Linked DNA regions of Pan troglodytes: region 1 is linked to region 2. Evidence: chromatin contacts called from public Hi-C data. All regions are on one chromosome and are shown on one strand. Each heading gives the region's core, a stretch centred on a gene start, on an enhancer-like site or on the middle of the called end of the contact. The rest is flanking DNA. Distances are from core to core; before and after follow the strand shown. Region 1 overlaps HIP1 (huntingtin interacting protein 1). Region 2 holds the start of HIP1 (huntingtin interacting protein 1).

Region 1 (3,383 bases), core at 375-2,874, 87 kb before region 2:
AACCTTTCCATTCTGCAAGATAGACCCCCTAAGCTGCCGGAAGTCAGGGGCTGCAGAGGTGAGCCAGGAAGACAGAAGCCTGAATTGGGGCCATGGCTTCAAGAAGGGGGCAAGGAGAGACATGAGACGTGCTGTGGGAAGGAAGGCGGCACAGAGACAGCCTGCCCAGAGAGCAGACCCTGGGAATGGGAGGCAGTGGGGACATTAAGAGGAATCAGGGTCAGGTTCAGTGACTCAGGCCTGTAATCCCAACACTTTGGGAGGCCAAGATGGGAGGATTGCTTGAGCTCAGGAGTTTGAGGCCAGTCCGGGCAACATAGTGAGACCTGGTCTCACTGGGACTACAGGTGCATGCCACCATGACTGGCTATTTTTTATTTTTTTCTTAGAGATGGGGTCTCACTGAGTTGTCCAGGCTAGGAACTTTTTTTTTTTTTTTAAGACAGAGTCTTGCTCTTGTTACCCAGGCTGGAGTGCAATGGCATGATTCCGGCTCACCGCAAACTCCGCCTCCCGGGTTCAAGCAATTCTCCTGCCTCAGCCTCCCGAGTAGCTGGGATTATAGGCATATGCCACCACACCCAGCTAATTTTGTATTTTTAGTAGAGACAGGGTTTCTCCATGTTGGTCAGGCTAGTCTCAAACTCCCGACCTCAGATGATCAGCCTGCCTTGGCCTCCCAAAGTGCTGGGATTACAGGCGTGAGCCACTGCAGCTGGTCTGGAACATTTTTAAATGAAATCATAGCAAAGCACTTTTCCAATGCTCCTCGCCCTTTGAGTGAACCTAAATTACTATTAGCAGTAGTAGCAGCAATGACCCTGAACACTATTTTCCAAGCACCCACTATGCACAGCCATACCTACCTCTGAATCTGAGAGGGCAAAAATAAAGGAGCCAGACAGAGGGTGGAGGAAAACAGAGGTTGTTATTGCCAGCTGCGGTTCTTCACCCCAGCTGCACACTCCAATTACCTGGGAAGCCTGGGCCCCGCCCCAGGGATTCTGATGTAATGGGTCTGGGATCAGCCTGGGCATCAGAACTTTAAACCTCCCCCAGGAGGCTGTGATGTGTAGCCAAGACTATGAACAACTGAACAACCACAGCCAGGACTCAGGAACCCCCGGCCTGGTCTTGGCTGAAGCTGAGGGCTGCAGGAAGCAAGGAAGTGTGGCACTTCCCTTACTGCTTCTCCTACATGGGGAATTTCCAAGCTCCCACCTGGAATTTTCCATCCCTTGGCCAAAAGTTCAGCATAGGCGGAGACCTCTGAACGCTTTGCATCTGATATTAATAGACCTGTTTTTCCTCCTGACACTGCTGTTCCCCCCATATTAAACACAGGTGTCCATGGTCCCTTTCCACAGATTTGACATCACAGGGGAAAGGGTGACTTCAAGCGTGGCTGAGCTATATGGAGATGCCAGGTGCACCCCCAGAGCCTAACCATTCTGCAAGATAGACCCCCTAAGAAAAACACCTGGCTTGGTCTTAGGATCCCATGATTAGCTGGCGGGTTCTGGGAAGCAAAGATCTGCCGAATTTCTAAAGCCTCTCCAGGCAGGCTGCGGGTGGCCAGCAGGGGTCAGAGGGCCTTTTAGAGGCACCAGGACAGACGGGAGCCACTCAGCCAAGTCCCTGAGTCAGCAAACAGCCTGGAAACCTCGCCTCAAGGGTGCCCCAGGCTGCCAGAGCTCTCTGCCCCTGCCCGCCAGCTCCTCCCTGTAAGTGGTAATTTGGAGCACCCTTAATGGCCCAGTTCAGGAGCTGCCAGCCTTGTACTGGGGAGAGGTTTTTCCACTGCTTCTCCGCTGGAGGACAAGTCCAGGGATGTGTCTCTGCCCAGTTATCTTTTTTTTTTTTTTTTTTTTTTTTGAGACAGAGTCTCCCTCTGTCACCCAGGCTGGAGTGCAATGGTGCGATCTTGGCTCATTGAAACCTCTACCTCCTGGGTTCAAGCGATTTTCCTGTTTTAGCCTCCCAAGTTGCTGGAATTACAGGCCCACACCACCACGCCCATCTAATTTGTGTATTTTTAGTAGAGACGGGGTTTCACCATGTTGGCCAGACTGGTCTCAAACTCCTCGGCCTCCCAAGGTGCTGGGATTACAGGCGTGAGCCACCACACCCAGCTCTGCCCAGTTATCTCCAAAGCAGTGTCCCAGAAGCATGGACCAGGCTGAGGGCAGGAAGTACCAGCTCAGAGTCGCCTGTAGTGGCTCAGAGCTGGTGTCCCCGCCCTGGGGAGGGTGGCAGCCAAGCTAATTCCATGTTATCACGGCTTACAGGAAGCCAGCTTGGCCCGGCTGTGAGCCAGCAGCAATTTACTGGCCTTGGGGGCAGAGGGAGGGAGAAGAGGGAAGAGAAAGGAAAACACAGCCCTCTCCCCACCACACAAAAAAACTGATTCTGGGTTATTGTTAGGTGCTTATTCATCCCACACATTTCTTTTTGAGAGCCACGACATGAGCTCTGCAACCAAAGCCATTTAGCAAGAGACAGCTGCCCACACAGGAGGAGGGAGGGGCATGGGGGGACTCAGTCCGCATGAAAACGGGCGAGGGTGAGAGGGTCTTCAAAGACCTGAGGCCAGGCACAGTGGCTCACACCTGTAATCCCAGCACTTTGGGAGGCAGAGGCAGGCCGATCACGAGGTCAGGAGTTCGAGACCAGCCTGGTCAATATGGTGAAACCACCGTCTCTACTAAAAATACAAAAATTAGCCAGGCATGGTAGTGGGCACCTATAGTCCCAGCTACTCGGGAGGCTGAGGCAGAAGAATCGCTTGAACCCGGGAGGTGGAGGTTGCAGTGAGCCAAGATTGTGCCACTGCATTCCAGCCTGGGTGACAGAGTGAGACTCCGTATCTCAAAAAAAAAAAAAAAAAAAAAAAGAAGGATCCTCCACACTGTAAAAACATCCCAAGATTCTAAAGCCAAAGTAGGGATGCTGAATGCAGAGTGGTTCTTACATCAGAACCCCAAGTTCAAGTCCTGCCTTCCTATCTGTGTAGCCTTGGGTGGGTCACTGTCAAATTCAGAGGAGGCCCTGGGCGGCAACCCTGGCTGCAACACTTATTCTACATGTGGCCTTGGGCAAGTCACTCAACTTCTCTGTGCCTCAGTTTCTCTGTCTATAAAACAAGGCTAATCATAGCTACCTCTTGGGGTTGTTTTGACGCTAAGTTAATATTATGGAAAGTATTTAGAAAATTGCCTGCATACCTACTGTTATATAAAGGTTAGTGATTGTTTTTATTAAAGCACTGGGCATGGTGGTGGGCACCTGTAGTCCCAGCTACTCGGGAGGCTGAGGCAGGAGAATCGCTTGAACCCATGAGGTGGAGGTTGCAGTGAGCTGAGATTGCGCCGCTGCACTGCAGC
Region 2 (3,657 bases), core at 682-3,181:
GGGACTATAGGTGTATGCCACCACACGAGGATAATTTTAAAATTTTTTCAAAATAGAGGCGGGATCTCAGTGTGTTGTCCAGGCAGGTATCGAACTCCTGGGATCAAGTGATCCTCCCACCTTGGCCTCCCAAAGTATGGGGATTACAGGTGTAAGCTAATGCACCCAGCCTAATTTTTTTATTTTTTGTAGAGACAGGGTCGCACTATGTTGCCCAGGTGGGGGGCCAAAGGTTTTCAGAATAAGAAGAGGGGATGAAGTCCTCTGGGGGTGAAAAGCTTTATTCTTTTTTATTATTATTATTTTGAGACGGAGTTTCGCTCTTGTTGCCCAGGCTGGAGTGCAGTGGCGCCATCTCGGCTCACTGCAACCTTCACCTCCCAGATTCAAGCAATTCTTCTGGCCTCAGCCTCCCAAGTAGCTGGGATTACAAGCGTCTGCAACCACGCCCAGCTAATTTTTTGTATTTTTAGTAGAGACAGGGTTTCACCATGTTGGCCAGGCTGGTCTCAAACTCCTGACGTCAGGTGATCCACGCGCCTCGGCCTCCCAAAGTGCTGGGATTACAGGTGTGAGGTACCGCGCCCGGCCAAAAGCTCTATTCTTTGAAAGATTCCATATACAGAACCTTCAGTCAGATTCTCACTGTCTTTTCTAACTAAAATCCCAAAGCCCTTTCCCTCCAACTGTGTTTGGGGGAAGTATTCCTCGCATAACACATCAGGGGACCAGCCTCTGGAGAGGGAGACCCAAATGGATCTTCAAAGGTTCCACTCTGAGCACAAGAGTGTAGAAGAAATCTGCCCCTCCAGCATTGGCACTGGGATTAAAAGAAGCGTTGTACTCTTTGAAATGGATTTTACATACAAATGAACTGATGAACACCAACAACATGTCAGCTTAATTCAGCCCAATCAATACACCAGGCATTAAAAACTCGGAGATAAAAATGGATTGTGGCTTTTTGTTGATGACACTGAGGAATTTTGGCCCCAAGCCCTGGTCAGGCAGGACAAATAGGGCAGTCTGCCTATTAGCTGTCAGGCACATCTTGGGGGATAAAACCAAGACCCCAAGTCAGGGCTCAGGGGCACCATGGTCTCCACTTTAGCCCCCAAAGTAATTTTTCCACAAAGTGGCCACACTTTGCATTTCCTACATTCCTTTTCCCTGCTCCGACCCCTTCCGCCCGGCCTCAGAGCTGACAGCTGGGGCTGGCCAGAGCCAAGCAAGAGGCATCGAGAAAGGGGGATGCTAAGGGGTGGGGGGTGGGAAGGGATGTCAATGCAACCAAGAAGTGATCGGAGGGGAAGAGAGGTCCCCTCACCCTTCACATTCCCAGCCCGGCGCCCCCACTCTCCGCCCCCACACTTGAGCCTCCAAGTGGCTCCCGTGCGCTTCCCTTGTTTAGGGGCAACCCTTCCATTCCGCCCCTTTTCAGTTCCTTCCCCTCTCACCTCATCTTGGGACTCCTGCCCGGTACCCAGCCGATCAGGCTCCTCTTGGCCACGCATCCTGCCATCTCCTCCGAGCCCGCCTCTGCCCTTCTCCCCAGGCCAGCTGGGGTACCCTGGGGTCCCCGACCTTCCTGGGATCGCCCAGATCTGCACGTCAATGCCCCCGCTCACTACACCCTCGCCCCGTCTTCAACTGGGGCCTGCAAGACTCCTACTCCCTTCAAAGCCCCTCCCGGACACCGCGTCCCTCAGGGTGCCCCAGGGATGCCCCGGAGTCCCCCGTCCTCACCTGAGTCCGCTCGAAGCTCTCGCGCTCCGCCGCCTCCAGCCCAGCGCCGACCCCGCGCCGGCTCAGCACCTTGGGCAGTGGGTTGGGCACCTGCTTCATGGAGCTGGCCATCCGATCCATGTCGCCGCGAGGAGCCGAGTCAGGGGCCCTCGGCTGCCCCGGGATCCCCACGGCGCCGCCCGCCCCGCCCTACCCGCGGGGATCCGGTGCTAACGGGACGGCTCCCCCCTGCCATTGGCTGTGAGTTCTGCCAGTCTTCCCGAGACCCCGCCCCTCGCCGAAAGGCTTCCCCGCCCGCCCCCGCCCCTTCAGGAGCCCCTCCGCTGGCTCGGCCCCGACTAGCCTCTCGGGGCCTCGAGACGCGTGGTGACTGGTCTGGAGTCCTGTCAGTCACCGTGGTCCCGCCGTTCTAGGCAGGGCCGGGGCGGTGTGCGGACGGGGCGAGGCCTGGATGGGGCGTGGCCTGGGCGGGCTGCCCTGATATGCCCTCGCTCGCCCCGCCCCCGCCCGCGCGCCGGCCTCTCCTCCCCTCGGCCGCGGTCCCCGCGCGCCCCGAGCGTGCTGCCCTCCGCCAAGCGCCGCCCACTACCCTGCCCGCTCCTGCAGGGGGCTATCCCGCGACGGCCCGTGGAGACGCGGGCCGGGCAGTGGGGCCTCCCCCGGGGGAATCCCAGCCCGCCTGCGAATAGCCCGTTAGCTCCTTCCGGGCCTGGGACCCGGGAGCGCCGGACTGACCAGCTCTGCGGCCGCAGCCCGGGAAAGCGCAGCCCCGCGGGCGGGGCGCAGCGTGGGCGCCTGGCCGGATCCGGCTCAATGGGTGGCCGCCCCCACCCAGCTCCCAGGCTTCCCCGTCCTGCACTTCTCCATTCTGCCCCTGCCCATGCCCTCTGCAAGGATCGCAGAGCCCAGGTCCCGGAGTTCGGGGCTGAGTCCGCGGGCACCTCCCGGGACCTGCCTCCCAAACCTCATCAAAGGAACCCGTCAGAGCTTATTTGTTGGTAGAAAGCCCTGTAGACACTTTCGGTTTATCTTAGGCTCTGAGCCGCGCGTCCCATCCTGCTCAGACGTCAGCCAGGGTACCAGCAAGCAGAGAGAAGTGTGATGCTTAGCAGGAGTGCTGGAGAAAGTTAAAAGTTTTCCGTTAAACTCCAATTTAGGTGTGTTTTTGTTTTTGTTTGTTTGTTTGTTTGTTTGTTTTTTGGTTTCATTTGGAGTCAGTCTCCCTCTGTCGCCCAGGCTGGAGTGCAGATCGTAACACACTGGGACCTTGAGCTCCTGGGTCCTAGCGATTTTCCTGCCTCGGCCTCTCGAGTAGCTGGGACTACAGATGCACGCCACCAAGCCTGGCTATCTTTTTTGCAGAGATGGAGTCTTTCTATGTTGCCCAGACTGGTCTCGAACTCGTGGCCTCAAGCAAGCCTCCCACCTTGGCCTCCCAAAGTACTGTGATTACAGACATGAGCTACAGCACCCGGCATAGATGTATTTTTTAAAAGTTATTTGAAACTCGGAGTAATGAATGGCACCTTTAGGCCTAACAATTTGGTGATTCAAGTGTGTGTGTGTGTGTGTGTGTGTGTGTGTTGTAAATTTGGCCAGGTGCGGTGGCTTACACCTGTAATCTCAGCGCTTTGGGAGGCTGAGGCAGGCGGATCGTTTGAGCTCTGAAGTTTGAAACCAGCCTGGGCAACATAGCAAGACTCCATCTGTACAAAAAATTTTAAAATTAGCTGGGCGTGGTGGTGCAAGCCTGTAGTCCCAGCTACTCACAAGGCGGGAGGATTACTTGAGCCAGGGAGGCAGAGGTTGCAGTGAGCAGAGATCGCGCCACTGCACTCCAGCCTGGGAGACAGAGCGAGACCCCGTCTCAAAAAAATATATACATATTTCTTTGTAGTGAGGGGTATGTTG

What was found. A called contact is a pair of places that touch in the nucleus more often than the background predicts.
Region 1: a contact with region 2 is called in a Hi-C map of stem cell-derived neural progenitor cells, with 1.8 times the contacts expected there. The contact joins the enhancer-like site here to the promoter of HIP1 in region 2. A contact is called at or near these places in 1 of 7 Hi-C or Micro-C datasets (stem cell-derived neural progenitor cells) and 1 of 1 datasets of contacts at active chromatin or transcription factors (stem cell-derived excitatory neurons).

What each region holds. Positions count from the first base shown.
Region 1 is chr6:85,835,557-85,838,939 of NHGRI_mPanTro3-v2.0_pri, reverse strand. The region is part of intron 1 of HIP1 (huntingtin interacting protein 1); the gene reads right to left. Among named protein-coding and RNA genes, the nearest start is that of HIP1, 87 kb to the right of the region's middle. Within about 2 kb of position 1,624, at least 11 of the 24 cell types and tissues checked have an H3K27ac peak or open chromatin away from gene starts, as enhancers often do. A contact at or near this core is called in stem cell-derived neural progenitor cells, where this site is marked.
Region 2 is chr6:85,748,326-85,751,982 of NHGRI_mPanTro3-v2.0_pri, reverse strand. It overlaps HIP1 (huntingtin interacting protein 1), which reads right to left and starts at 1,931. Exons shown (of 31, transcript NM_001428067.1): 1 at 1,747-1,931. The coding sequence starts at 1,866.